Linked DNA regions of Sus scrofa: region 2 is linked to region 1. Evidence: chromatin contacts called from public Hi-C data. All regions are on one chromosome and are shown on one strand. Each heading gives the region's core, a stretch centred on a gene start, on an enhancer-like site or on the middle of the called end of the contact. The rest is flanking DNA. Distances are from core to core; before and after follow the strand shown. Region 1 overlaps SKP2 (S-phase kinase associated protein 2). Region 2 has its middle 78 kb from the start of RANBP3L.

Evidence for each region. A called contact is a pair of places that touch in the nucleus more often than the background predicts.
Region 2: a contact with region 1 is called in a Hi-C map of fetal liver, with 1.7 times the contacts expected there. The contact joins two enhancer-like sites. A contact is called at or near these places in 1 of 5 promoter capture datasets (liver) and 13 of 47 Hi-C or Micro-C datasets (adipose tissue, alveolar macrophages, brain and 8 more).

What each region holds. Positions count from the first base shown.
Region 1 is chr16:21,492,778-21,499,344 of Sscrofa11.1, forward strand. SKP2 (S-phase kinase associated protein 2) reads left to right here. Exons shown (of 10, transcript NM_001171755.1): 8 at 1,217-1,268; 9 at 1,441-1,548. Among named protein-coding and RNA genes, the nearest start is that of SKP2, 33 kb to the left of the region's middle. Within about 2 kb of position 2,089, at least 3 of the 83 cell types and tissues checked have an H3K27ac peak or open chromatin away from gene starts, as enhancers often do. A contact at or near this core is called in fetal liver and liver, where this site is marked.
Region 2 is chr16:21,686,803-21,693,323 of Sscrofa11.1, forward strand. No RefSeq gene overlaps it. Among named protein-coding and RNA genes, the nearest start is that of RANBP3L, 78 kb to the left of the region's middle. Within about 2 kb of position 4,404, at least 18 of the 83 cell types and tissues checked have an H3K27ac peak or open chromatin away from gene starts, as enhancers often do. A contact at or near this core is called in fetal liver and liver, where this site is marked.

The DNA of each region.
Region 1 (6,567 bases), core at 839-3,338:
TTTTTAGTAGCTGTTGTTAGCATCGTGTTCCGTAGAATGGATAAAGTTTGACCCCTTAAACTAATTGGGGGGAAGGGCTTTTATAACACTCATTACAATGACTATTTTAATGTACATCTCTAATTATTTAATGCACATCTCTAATTATTTTTCTAAAAGTGGAATTACTGGCCAGAGAGTAAAGTGTGTAATGTCCTGAACACTTAAAACAAATCCATTCATCCTCACAAAAAAACCAGTTCTTCTGAAAGGCTGTGTAAAATTAGATATCCACTTTTAGTATATGAGGTACCTGCTATATTATATTTCATCAATTGGGTTATTATAATAGAGTTTTTTCCACTTGATAGCAGAAGAGTAATATTTTGATTTTATTTCCCATTTCTTGCTCCATTTTCATTATTTCTGTATTTTATAAAAGGTATCTGTGTTCTTTGCCCATGTTCTATTGTTTGTCTTTTTTTATACTCTGCATATTAAGACCATTAGCTCTCTGCTAAATGTATGTTGGAAACGTTTATTCTCCGTTTTCTCTTACTTTGTTAATTCTACTTGTGTGCTATTTTGCTTTAACATGGTAGAGTTTTTACATTTTTATTTAGTTATTTATCAGTGTTCCCTTAATGTTTTCTTTTTTGTTTAGAAACTCCATACCTATCCCAAGATCCAGTGAATACTTACCCACATTTGTGCCTTTAGAAGTTTTTAATATATGTGGAATTTATTTGGATGTATTATTTGAATTGGAAACATAAATTTTTTCCAGTGGTAGTGGCCATATTATTTTTTTAAAATCCCTGATTTCACTCACTGATTTTGAATGATACCTTTGTGATATGTTGTTTGTTCATATATGTTATTTGTTTATATATTGTGGTGTTTGGTTTTGCTTTTTGCTGTAGTAAATGGGGATTTTTTTTTCCCTATTATATTTCTAGGCAGCTATTGCTAGACATCTAGAGAAGCTGTGGTGTTTGTTAACCAGGCCTTTTACACAGTTAGTTCTCTTACTGTTTCCAGTAGTTTTTCAGATGAGTCTCTTGGGTTTTCTGGGTGGAAAGTCTTATATGCCACGATGATAATTTTGTTTATTTGTCCTCATAGTGTGTGACTGTAACGCATTGTTCCGAATCCTAGCACAGTGTTAAGTGAAGTGTTGACAGCAGATATCCTTGTCATGTTCCTCATTTGACAGTGACCATATTTTTTTTTCTAGATGTCTCCACCTTAGTTGGAAGATGTCCCAATCTGGTCCACCTAGATTTAAGGTATTTTTTGTTTATTTATCTTAGAGCAGAAGCTGAAAAATCATGATTCCTTATTGAATGAGGAAAGGATCTCAATGTGTTGAATCAAAGGAACCAAGCAGGAGACTGTTCCTGTCTTCTCCCTCTGGGACTGATGGATAGATTTTGACTTTTTTCTCCTACTCTGTTACAGTGACAGTGTCATGCTGAAGAATGACTGCTTTCAGGAATTTTACCAGCTCAACTACCTCCAACACCTATCCCTCAGTCGATGCTATGACATAATACCCGAAACTTTACTGTAAGTATCTTTATTTTTTAAAGCAAGGATGGAAAGAGGTGTCACTTGGTGTAAAGAGTTGTCCCTGTGTTATTAACAACAGATGTTTACAACTTAAACATCAAATTAGAGTACCGCAAACTAGTGAGGAAAGACTAGCAAAACCAGGGCAGATTTTTTTTTCCTTAAAATGTCTGGCAAAGTTGAATTGATTGAAGTAGGTCAATAAACCTTTATTTAGCTGGGAGCAGGTTTAAATATTAGAAGACTGTACTAGTACTTGCAAAAGAGGAAGAGAGCCTTTACTCCCACGAAGCTCAGATTTTAATAGAGAGGCAGACTGTGTGTGTGTTTCTGAATTTTTTCAAATCAACTGCAGTTAATTCCATAACCCTTCATCTGAGCTTAGAGAAGTTCTGCAGTCTTCTAGTGGTGTCTATCCTGGATGGTCAGGGAATGGGAAAAATAGAAGTATTTAACTAGTAAATATTGTAAGAGTGGTGCTTTCTTTGAAGTGAGCTGGAGGCGGTGGTGTGGCGGGGAGTGGGGGTGGAGGGTGGTGAGGTTCAAAAGAGTGAAGCAATTTAGCCAAAGCTAAATATTGAGTTAATAGCTGAGCTGGGTCCACAGCTTGGGTCTCCTGGACAGGTACAAAATAGTCTGTATCTAATATAGTAGTTCTTCCAGGGGTTAATTTTGTATCGGCTCAGCAACTTCCACAAAATCAAGGAAGTGCACAGAAAAAAGCAATCTGGTCCGGCTTCCTTTTAAGAAGTGCTATTATTGTTATTCTCAAGCCATCCTGGGAATAATATCATCTCTCTCATTTCCAAAAGTTTTCCTGTATTTCAAAGGGCTGGAAAGTTCCTCCCACGTTAAATATAAGTATATTGCAATTTTATTGAAAACCGTAAGAAATCAGTATCTTGGGAGAGTTTCCATTGTGACTCAATGGGTTAAGAACCTGACATAATCTCTGTGAGGATGCAGGTTCAATCCCTGGCTTTGCTCAGTGGGTTAAGAATTGCTTCAGCATAGGTGGCAAATGGCAGCTTGGATCTGGTGTTGCTGTGGCTGTGGCGCAGGCTGGCAGCTGCAGCTCTGATTTGACCCCTGCCTGGGAACTTCCATGTGCCATATGTGCAGCCCTAAAAAAAAAAGAAAAGAAAAGAAAAAAGTCAACATCTTGGATTTGTTCTGAGGCCCCTTTCTCATTCTCTCCAATATTCCCTGAGTGGGGCTGCTGACCTCACCTAAGCTTCCTTTCCATATGAAGGTAATCAGACTTGTGGTTCATACCAAAGAAGGGTGGTGAATTTGAACAAAGAATTTATGTAGTTAGTCCTCACCTGACTGGTTTGGAGCTTGTAAGTTAGTTTTAAAAATTAATGAATAAATCAGATCCTTCAGCTATATGGAGTTAACTAGTAGAATTAGGGAATCCAGTAATTATATTTTTTAATAAATCACTTTAATTGATCTTAGGGCTCAGGGTCTGAGCTGCTATCTCATTTGGAAAAGCACTGCCTAAAAGGGATTGCCAGTATTTAGTTCCAGGGCTTTCATATGTTAGAGGCCAAACTCATGTACATGAAACTCTTATTAAAATCTCCTGGAATTCCCATTGTGGCGCAGTGGAAACAAATCCAACTAGGAACCATGAGGTTTCGGATTTGATCCCTGGCCTCGCTCAGTGGGTTAAGGATCCAGTGTTGCTGTGAGCTGTCCTGTGTGTCGCAGATGCGGCTCGGATCTGGCATGGCTGTGGCTGTGGTGTAGGTCGGCAGCTGTAGCTCCGATTCGACCCCTTGCCTGGGAACCTCCATATGCCATGAGTGTGGCCCTAAAAAGACAAAAAAAAAAAATCTGCCATGTGAATTTTCTAGTACCCAGAAGTCCTTGGAGCCTGGAGTGTCCACTAAAAAGGTTGCTCTGTCATCCCTCCTTTCCTGTCCTTGCCATCTGGGCTCCAGCTTCATTGACAGTGGAGCCCCCGAGGAGTGCAGTGATCATCCTTTTTTGGTTGCTTTTCTCAGGAGACTACCCATGCGTCCTACTTTTATTCTTTCTCTCTCGAGAGTTAAAGCAGGTAATACCCAAATGCTTTCCCTTGAGCAGGGGTTAAAGAGAAGCTGTGAGCCCTCACATTATAATATTTTTATCCAGTGGGATGGCAGTGCTTGCGTAGTAATATCTGCAGGCAGTGTGAAATGATGGTTCAAGGGTGAGCCGGAAGTCACAGATCTAGGTGTGAACCCTCACTGCATTGTAACTGATTTGTTTAGATATTGTCTTGAAATGAGGGAAACAGAGGCATCAGGGAGTTTAGTGACAAGTCAGATCACCAGAATAGAACAGACCACAGAAAGGTGCTGACTTGAACTTTAAGATAAAAGATATGTTTCTTTAGACATTACATAAAGAGTATACTGGTTTACTTTGTGACTCCATTAAGATGAATTTGCTAGTACCCTGTCCTTAAAAGTTTGCAAGATAAACTGTTTCTAATTTCAGTCATTGCAGCAACTGATGGAAAGAAATACCTAGTAAGGATTCTTAGGATCTTCAGCTGGAATTTCCAGAAAGTCATTTTTGCTAAAGAATTTTCCTTTCTGTTTTTGTTTGTTTGTTTTAGGGCCACACCCCTGGCATAGGGAAGTTCCCACGCTCTGTGTTGAATCGGAGCTGCAGCTGCCAGCCTACAGCACAGCCACAGCAACGCCAGATCCGAGCCGCATCTGCCACCTATGCCACGGCTCACAGAAACACCAGAGTCTTAACCCACTGAGCAAGGCCAGGGATCAAACCCACATCCTCATGGATACTAGTTGGGTTCTTAACCTGCTGAGCCGCAACGAGAAGGCCCAAGAATTTTCACTTCTTATCTCAGAAGTGGGAAATTGAAATTTGAGGTTCTTTCTTCCGTAATGATAATGCTTTGAAGTACTTGGGAGACTGTGGATTTTTCACCTTTAGACCAGGAGCCTTATATTTATTCCCTTGCTCCTTCCCTGGTCTGATATCGTATATCCAAGCGTTCCAATTATTCCATAGTTCTCATTTAAGTAAGAAACCCAAGCTGGAGATAGTAATCTGATCTGAGATTAGGAGAGACAAGCAGCAACAATTGTTGTGGGAGGATTTATAGTTAAGGAATTTAAGGTTTTATGAGGCAACCAGGATCATGTAGATGAGGTAGAGGCGTGAACCTGGGAAAAGGTTTATAAATATCTTTTGTTTACTAAAACTAAACAGCCATCAGCATCATTTTATCCTTCTTAAGTTAGAAATTATGGCTTTTAAATGATTCGTTTCTAGGTTCTGTCCCTTCGTTTGCTTTTCAGTCTCTTCCGTTGTATTTTCAGAGTGTTCTGCTGTGTCGTAGGTGATACCCATACAAGAGGCTTTTGGGCAGGGGGTGTCTCCTTAAAATGTCAAAGACTTTTTCTGGTTTTTGACTTGGGACTGATCATTGGTCCACCAGCCCGTGGTGCCCAGCTGACTCCTTTCTCACGTCAAACACCTGAGTGTCTTCCAAGAGCCTGGGAGGATTTCCTTCCTCGCCAAGGCTCCTTCCCAGTGCTGCTGCAGGAACATTTCTTCTTCTTTCATCTGCCATCCCTCCTCTTCTCACTCCCACCTATCATTTCGTCTTTGAAATACTGTCTGCTGCTAAATGCCTTAACAGCTTGGCTTCTCTGGAGATCCCAGAAGCAGAATTCTCTTGGCTATTCCAAAGTTCCCATATACTCAGATTTCCCATGAGAAGGATTTAAGGTTGGGGCAGGATTGCTCTCCTCTTAAGTGATAATAGGTATAAACATCTATGCATTTTGACCTTTCTTTATACTCCTGTTTCTGTTCCAGAGATTAGCTTTTTTCGAGAATAACAGCAATTTGTTCTTGCTGATTTTTTTTTTTTTTTTTTGGTCTTTTGCAACCTGTGGATCTTCCTGTGCACTCCCTCCCCACCCCCCTTTAGGAACACCAAGCATTTATTTTGTTTGAATACTACTTTGACTTCCTAAATGTCCCTTCTTTCTTATACTCAGCAGATATATATTAAGCATCTATAATGTTTAAGACACTTGGTTGAATGTAGAATAAATACCCCAAGAGGGGAAGTGAGAGGATGGGAAGAACAGATTTAGCATGGAAGGTCTTAAGGTCAACTGAACGGTTTGCATTCTGTAAACAGAGGGAAGCATCAAAGGCTTTTTGGTTTTTTTTTTTGCCTTTTCTAGTGCTGCTTCCGCGGCATATGGAGGTTCTCAGGCTAGGGGTCAATCGAAGCTGTAGCATCTGGCCTATACCACAGCCACAGCAACTCGGGATCCAAGCCGCATCTGCAACCTACAGCACAGCTCACGGCAACGCCAGATCCTGAACCCCACTGAGCAAGGCCAGGGATCAAACCCACAACCTCACAGTTCCTAGTTGGATTCGTTAACCACTGAGCCATGACGGGAACTCCCAGCATCAAAGGCTTTTGAGTAGGAGAAGGACATGCTCTGAGCTAGGCTTACAAAGATGCCTTGGTCATTGATACACATGCTCAGCTGAAAGGAAGAAAGATTGGAGGTGAGGTGAGAAGTATTAGAAGGAAGGTTTAACTTTTTTATTACTGGCTGTATGAAAATGTAAAGGATGCTTCTGGAGTTCCCGTCATGGCTCAGTGGTTAATGAACCCGACTAGTAACCATGAGGTTGCTGGTTCGATCCCTGGCCTTGCTCAGTGAGTTAAGGATCTGGCGTTGCCATGAGCATGGTGTAGGTTGCAGGCACAGCTCAGATCTGCATTGCTGTGGCTGTGGTGTAGGCCGGTGGCTACAGCTCCGATTTGACCCCTAGCCTGGGAACCTCCATATGCCGTGGGTGCGGCCCTCAAAGGCCAAAAATATAAAATAAAATTTAAAAAAAATATAAAGGATGCTTCTAATTCTAGGTCATTGATCCGCTCATTGATCTGCAGTGGGATTTTGTTGAAATTCAAAATTAAATATTCCCTTTCCTGAGACTTTGTACTATGTGTCCCAACCT
Region 2 (6,521 bases), core at 3,154-5,653, 200 kb after region 1:
GGTACGCCCTGTTCTCCCTTTACTCAGAACAGTACAATTGGCGTAGCCTAAGGTACGTCACTCCCCTTTCTGTACTTTGTCTCTCTGGATGGCCCCTTATCCACCGAGGGACCTGGGTGCCTCTGTTCCTTCCATCCTGCTGTAAACTCTATCCTGAAAAGGGTCTGGTAAACTATTTCACGTGATGCTTGCAGATGCTCATGTGGGGGTAGAGGGAAATCTGGAAAATTGAAAGGCAAAAGGATTTAATGCTGTCCTTTTCTAAGACATCTTCTTTTCTTCTTCTTAAAAAACAAAACAAAAACAAAAACACCTCCATTGGGAGTGGAGGGCATCCTTGCTCTTACTTCTGTTTTTCTTAGAATTTTCCCACTGTGACATTCCCATGTTTGTTAGGGGAGAAATGGTCACCAAAAGCTTAATATGTGATCCTTCCAAGAAAAACATAAAGGAAACTATTTCTAAAGTAAGTGACGTTCAGCTCATGGGGATTTGGGGCCACATTCAGAGGAGGTACCACTTTTTTTGGTCAGGAGGAAGCCTTTCCAGGATGCAGATGAGGCTTTGTGAAGGTCCAGGATGCTCTCTGCTTGGTCCTTCTGCTCCAAACCCTTCATTCGAGTCATCAGAAGAGTCATTCTAGTTTAAGGTTATGTTCCTTTTGCATTTACATATTCATAAACAGATAATCCATGTACATAGCACAGAATTAAAAGTCTTCAACAAGCGACAGAGTGAAAAATTCGCCTCTTTCCTTTCCTGGCCCTGCCCTGGCCGCTCTGTCCTCCCCGGAGCTTATCTCTATAATCACTTTCTTCAGGGTCCTCTTTCTAGAGACCATCTCTGCATTTTCAAAAATACAGAGTTACGTGAACTTCTTTTATTGGATTTTTTTGCTTATTTTTTAGAGCTGCAGGTCATTCACATGGGTCAAAAAATTAAACATATGAACAAATATCAAAGATGATCTGTAAGAAGTCATACACCCAGTCTTGTTCTCTGCTACCTCCACAGGTTCCAAAACACGCCCCCCACCACACACACACACCCCATCCAGGAACTGCTTTTATGTTCCTGTGAATTATTCTAGACTTCTTTTTTTTTTTTTAATTTTTTTTAGGGCCACTCCTGTGGCATATGGAAGTTCCCAGGGCCAGGGATCGAACCCGCATCCTGGTCGATACAAGTGCAATTCTTAACCCGCTGAACCACAACATGAACTCTCTAGTCTAGACTTCTTAAGGGGACAAGCAAGCAAATACAATTCTTATTCTCACCACCACCTCGCCCCTGAAAGGTACTCTATAAAGGCAACAAAAAGGAGTGTTTTTAAAAACAAAATATACATTAGTGGAATTAACTATATGTAGTTTCTGAAGCAGTCAACCTAAGCATAAATATGTGTACAACAAATTTAACCACATGGAATTTCCTTGCTTCAGGATATTGTGATCATCTTAAAAGGGACCCTCTTTTTAAAAAGTATTTTAAAATTACTACATCCTGGGAGTTACCATTGTGGCGCAGCGGAAACGAATCTGCCTAGGAACCATAAGGTTTCGGGTTCGATCCCTGGCCTTACTCAGTGGGTTAAGGATCCGGCGTTGCTGTGAGCTGTGGTGTAGGTTGCAGACGCGGTTCCGATCCTGCGTTGCTGTGGCTCTGGCGTAGGCCGGCGGCTACAGCTCCGATTCGACCCCTAGCCTGGGAAACTCCATATGCCACAGGAGTGGCCCTAGAAAAGGCAAAAAGACAAAAAAAAAAAAAGAAAAAGCTACTTTAAGTATCCCTGAAAACAGCCCAGATCTTCCATTTATATGTATTTCTTACTTTCTTTGAACGCTTATTGCTGTTTCTGTTATACAGTCACATTCTGCTGATAGCTATGATTCCAGCTATAATTATAAATACAGGTTTCCCATCATAAGATTATAAATACTGTGACCTTAGCTATTTATCTCCACAGACCCCATGGCATAGCTTAGCAATGGTACCTAAAAATAGTACCATCTCAATAAATATTTGTAAAACAGGATTGAATTGTTTGGTTAACTCTTCGCCCTTAGCCCAATTGGGTGGTATAGGGTGTTGGGGAAGAAGGTGGTGCTGAAAATCTCTTACTTGATAGTCAAAAAAGAAAAAAGAAAAAAAGAGAAAAAAAGCTTTCCCCCTGGACAGTGAACCAGGATGGTTAAGAAATCAGTCTCTGGCCTTAACATATCCTGGATTCAATCCAGATTCTGCACTTAGCAGCTATGTGACCTCAGGCAAGATACTTAGCCTCTTTAAAATCAATTTCCCAAGTGTAAAACAAGGGTGGGAATAATAGTACCTTCTTTATAAAGCAAACAGTAAACATTCAGTTATTACCATTTTCAGTAATTTTTATGGGGGTGACTGTCACTACGACCTGTTTCTGGTCAGAAAGCTTTGATGGTAGCAGCTGAAGTCAGGAGTTCTTGGAACCAAGGCTCAGACTACTTCTACTTCCAAGCCACTATTTGCTTGGAAGGAAGGAAATAAAAAAGCCATGAATGAAACTCCAGCGAGCCTTCATTTCCCACAGGGAAAGAAGGTTGAATAATCATGATTGTTTTGCCCAAGTCTGTTCATTGCTTCAAAAATAAACATTTCCAGACTGACACCAATGCTGAGAGCCACAGGGCATACTTTTATTTGCTATTTGGTACTAATCATTAGTGTTCTTAAAATGTTATTTAAAAAAAAAATCTGTCCAATTATCTCATTATAGTCTCAATAACAAATGGACTATTGAACTTAAAACATTAGGAATTTTTCCAACATGATACAGTGAGAAAGAGCACTCAGCTGACAAGAGGACATGGAAAATTTACAATTTCTCAAACAAAGTTTATGAGCAGCCTGCATATACCATGAATCTCTGCAAAACTCAGGAAGCAGAGAGTTAATGACTGGAAACTGCTTGTCAGTTGTGCTGGAAATTTCCACTGTTTGCTTTGTTGGCTATGCAAGGGGTTATACATGGAGAAGAACTGTGTTCACGTGTGTGTGTGTGTGTGTGTGTGTGTGTGTGTGTGTGTGTGTGTTGCCCCTTGGTAAACCCTTTGCAAAGCTATGTCACATTCTGTTTTCCTTCCAGCTTTGTCTTCCAGCTTCTCTGGAGTCACCAGAGGGCCCCCTCGTGGCTGGTTTGTTGTATAACCAACACACCACTTGTATCAGCCTTACTCTGAATCTGACCTATTAATAGTTCTCTTGCAAAAACATTATAAGTGATACTTGTTAATGAAATAGGTTTTTTTAGAAAATGAAATTAAGTACATACTGACATGTATAAACATAGTAATCTAGATTATTTGAGAGTTTGTGAAGAGTGTTAGAAATTCAATCCCACAGAACAGAAAAGGACCTAATAGGGTAGTTGAGCCAACCCCCTTTTTAAAATTGTAGAGGATGAAATTGAGGCCCAGAGAAAAGAAGGAATGTTCCCAACGTCACAAAGCTGATTACAAAGTCTGTCTTTCGGACTAACAGTATTTGGTCAACCACATAAAGACTAGAAACAGAGTGGTTACCCACTAGAGTCAGGACCTGCAAATTAAAGAACAGCACAAGCCCTTGGGGAGCCATGTTTGGGAAACAGAAATACCAATATGGCGCATTTAAAATCTGTTCATGAAGCAGCAGCACTGAAACCAACATGGCAGAGCTGACATGTTAAAATAAATGCCGATGAAAAGAACTGATCTGCCTGCCTGCCTGCCTGTCTACCTTCTAGGAGAATGCAGACCCAGGGGAGGACAGCTAAAGCCAGGTGTGGGGGTGTGGCCAAGAACAGAGCAATGACACACCCTGGACCCCAGGCGGCTGGTCTGTCCAGGGCTAACCCACAGGCCAATCTGAGGCAGAAATATGGACAAATTTGGCTGATAAGGGAAAACAATGACCAAAGGAAGAGGCAGGGTGCTTCTGCTTGCACTGTGGGTGCTGCCATTTTGATCTTTGGGGGATTCTGGAAGTGTCTGAAGAGTTTCTGTTTTTCTCTCCAAGCCATTATTACATGAAACATTTTCTCAACCTTTTCACTTGGTCTTTTTGTTTATAGCAACACAAATGGTGATCACATTGTGCAGAGGCTGTGCTCCCCCAGCCTCTGGGAGCATCACAGCTCCTGTAACATGACTCCCTGAAGTAGAGGGGAGGCTGGAAACTCTCCTGGCAGAGAGCAAGGGGGCTTCCCAGGGCCAGCTTTGCAGGGACCTCTCTGGAAGCACGTTCAGTGGGGTCCTTCCCAGAGCGAGGGGCGTGTGGCAGAGAGAGGCTGGCTCTGCACAAGAGGGCCTGGATGAGCTGTCCAGACTCTCTATAACCACCAGCTTTCATGCTTTCCCTGCAATCATGTCAGGCTTATCAGCGGTACGACAGGAAATGCCTGCGGTCTGGAATGGTCAGCGAACTTGCACATTAGCCTCTTCAGGACTTTCCCAGACCTCGCTCACCACCAAAGGAAAAAAAAATTCACCCCCCACCAGCAGCCAGGAACCGGAAATCTCTCCCAGTCTAGAGCCATTTCCTGGGGTTATGTTTATCGCAAATTTCCAGAGGAAACTACTGGAGCTCAGAGGAGTTAAGTGACCCTGAGATAATCAAGCTCTCGATCTGGATTTTCAAACTGGATATTAGTGTCTTTTTTTTTTTTCCGGCCAAAGTATCTTCTCTTATCACTTCCATGAGAAAGAGTTTATCGGGTCAGCTCTTGGGTCTGAGAGAGATTGTGTCGGGCAAGGCAGGGACACTTTTCTGTTGAGAGAGGAGCATTAGAAGGAGTGTTTCCACCTAAGCTACGTCAGCTGCAAGCTTCAGCTCAGCTGGGTTTTTGGGTCACAGAGCAGGATGGAGAGAGGATCTGGAGAGACAACTAGAATATATCCAAGAGAGTGCTGTGATGGGCACCCCACCAGAATCCTGTAGAATCGGGGTGGAGCAGCTTGGCAACCAAGAATCAGATTGCTGGCTGTCATATGAAGGGAGAGGAAAGGTGCTAGCAGTCCAACATAATGAATGTCCATCGCAAACTCCTAGGGCCAGCGCCTATGCCCAGGGGCTGTGCACAGATCCTTTTACACCCTGGATGAAGCCTGATGTCCAAGCCCACCATAGCCAGGTGGAGGTTCATCAGGCTGGAAGACCTGGCTCTGTCACTAGATCTCTGCCCACCAGAGCCCACCATCATCTCTCTCTCTCTCTCCTCTCCATCTCCACCCACGCATTGCCAGGGAGGAGGGTGGGGGCTTTGTACTGCCATGAGCTCCATTGCATTATGTGTCTTCTCTTTCTGCATGTGCCTTAATTTGCAGCATGAACCTGGCATGCAGCCTAGAGGTCTGTACCAAATAGTTGTTTGGTAAAAGTTTGGTGATAAAATACTATTGAGTCAAGGTAGAAGAAGGGTGTGCCTTTTCCTTAGTCCTTTAAGTACTATGTCTCCCCATTCATCCGCTCATTAAATGAATGGAAGAGAGAATAAAATGCATCTGGTGGGGGGGGGCGTTGGTGAGATAGTTAAAAATATTAAACCTCTGGCCTAAGCATCAGGAGCCCTAGGTAATGGCCCCTGCCCAGTAGTCTGTGTGGAACCAAGGCTTCTCACTCAATTTCACCGTGTCTTAGATGTGCTTCACTACTAATTGAAGTGCTTTGTGGCTTCTCAGCCTCAGCACCATTGATGATATTTTGGGCTGCATGATTCTTTCTTTTCGAGGAAGGGAGGTGTCCTGTGCATAGCAACCCTGGCTTCTACCAACTAGATGCCAGCAGCAACTTCTGCACCCCCAAATGGGACAACAAAAAATGTCTCCAGACACGTCCAAATGTTCCCTGGGAGACAGAATTGCACCTACCCTGTAGAACTACTAGACTAAATGGCCTCTGTTTAAAAAAAAAAAAAAAACGAAAAACTTTAGGACCGCACCCACAGAGTATGGACATTCCCAGGCTAGGAATCAAACCGGAGCTGCAGCTGCCAGCTACAGTCACAGCCTCAGCAATGCCAGATCCCATCTGCATCTGTGGACCTAGACCATAGCTGACGGCAACACCGGATCCTTAACCACTGAGCAAGACCAGGGATCAAACCTACATCCTTATGGATACTAGTTGGGTTCTTAACCTGCTGAGCCATGACAGACAGTCCTAAATGAGGTCTTTAAGACAGCTTTGCTCTGCCAAATTAACAAGAACCCAGATTCCTTTTATCTTGGTGTATTTATTTGTTTATTATCTTACTTTTGGCCAGGCCTGTGGCCTGCAGAAGTTCCTGTGTCAGGGATCAAACCCACACCACAGCAGTGATAATGCCAGATCTTTAACTCATGAGGCCACCAGGGAACTCACTTTATCTTTTTGGTTTGCCATTCAACAGGCTATCTCCCATGCCTGGTACAAGATGCAGCCACATTCTAATCAGCAAGATGGAGGAAAGAGGATACAGGTGAGAAAGGTTACATCCTTCCGCTTTAAGGGTTTAGCCTGTAATTTGC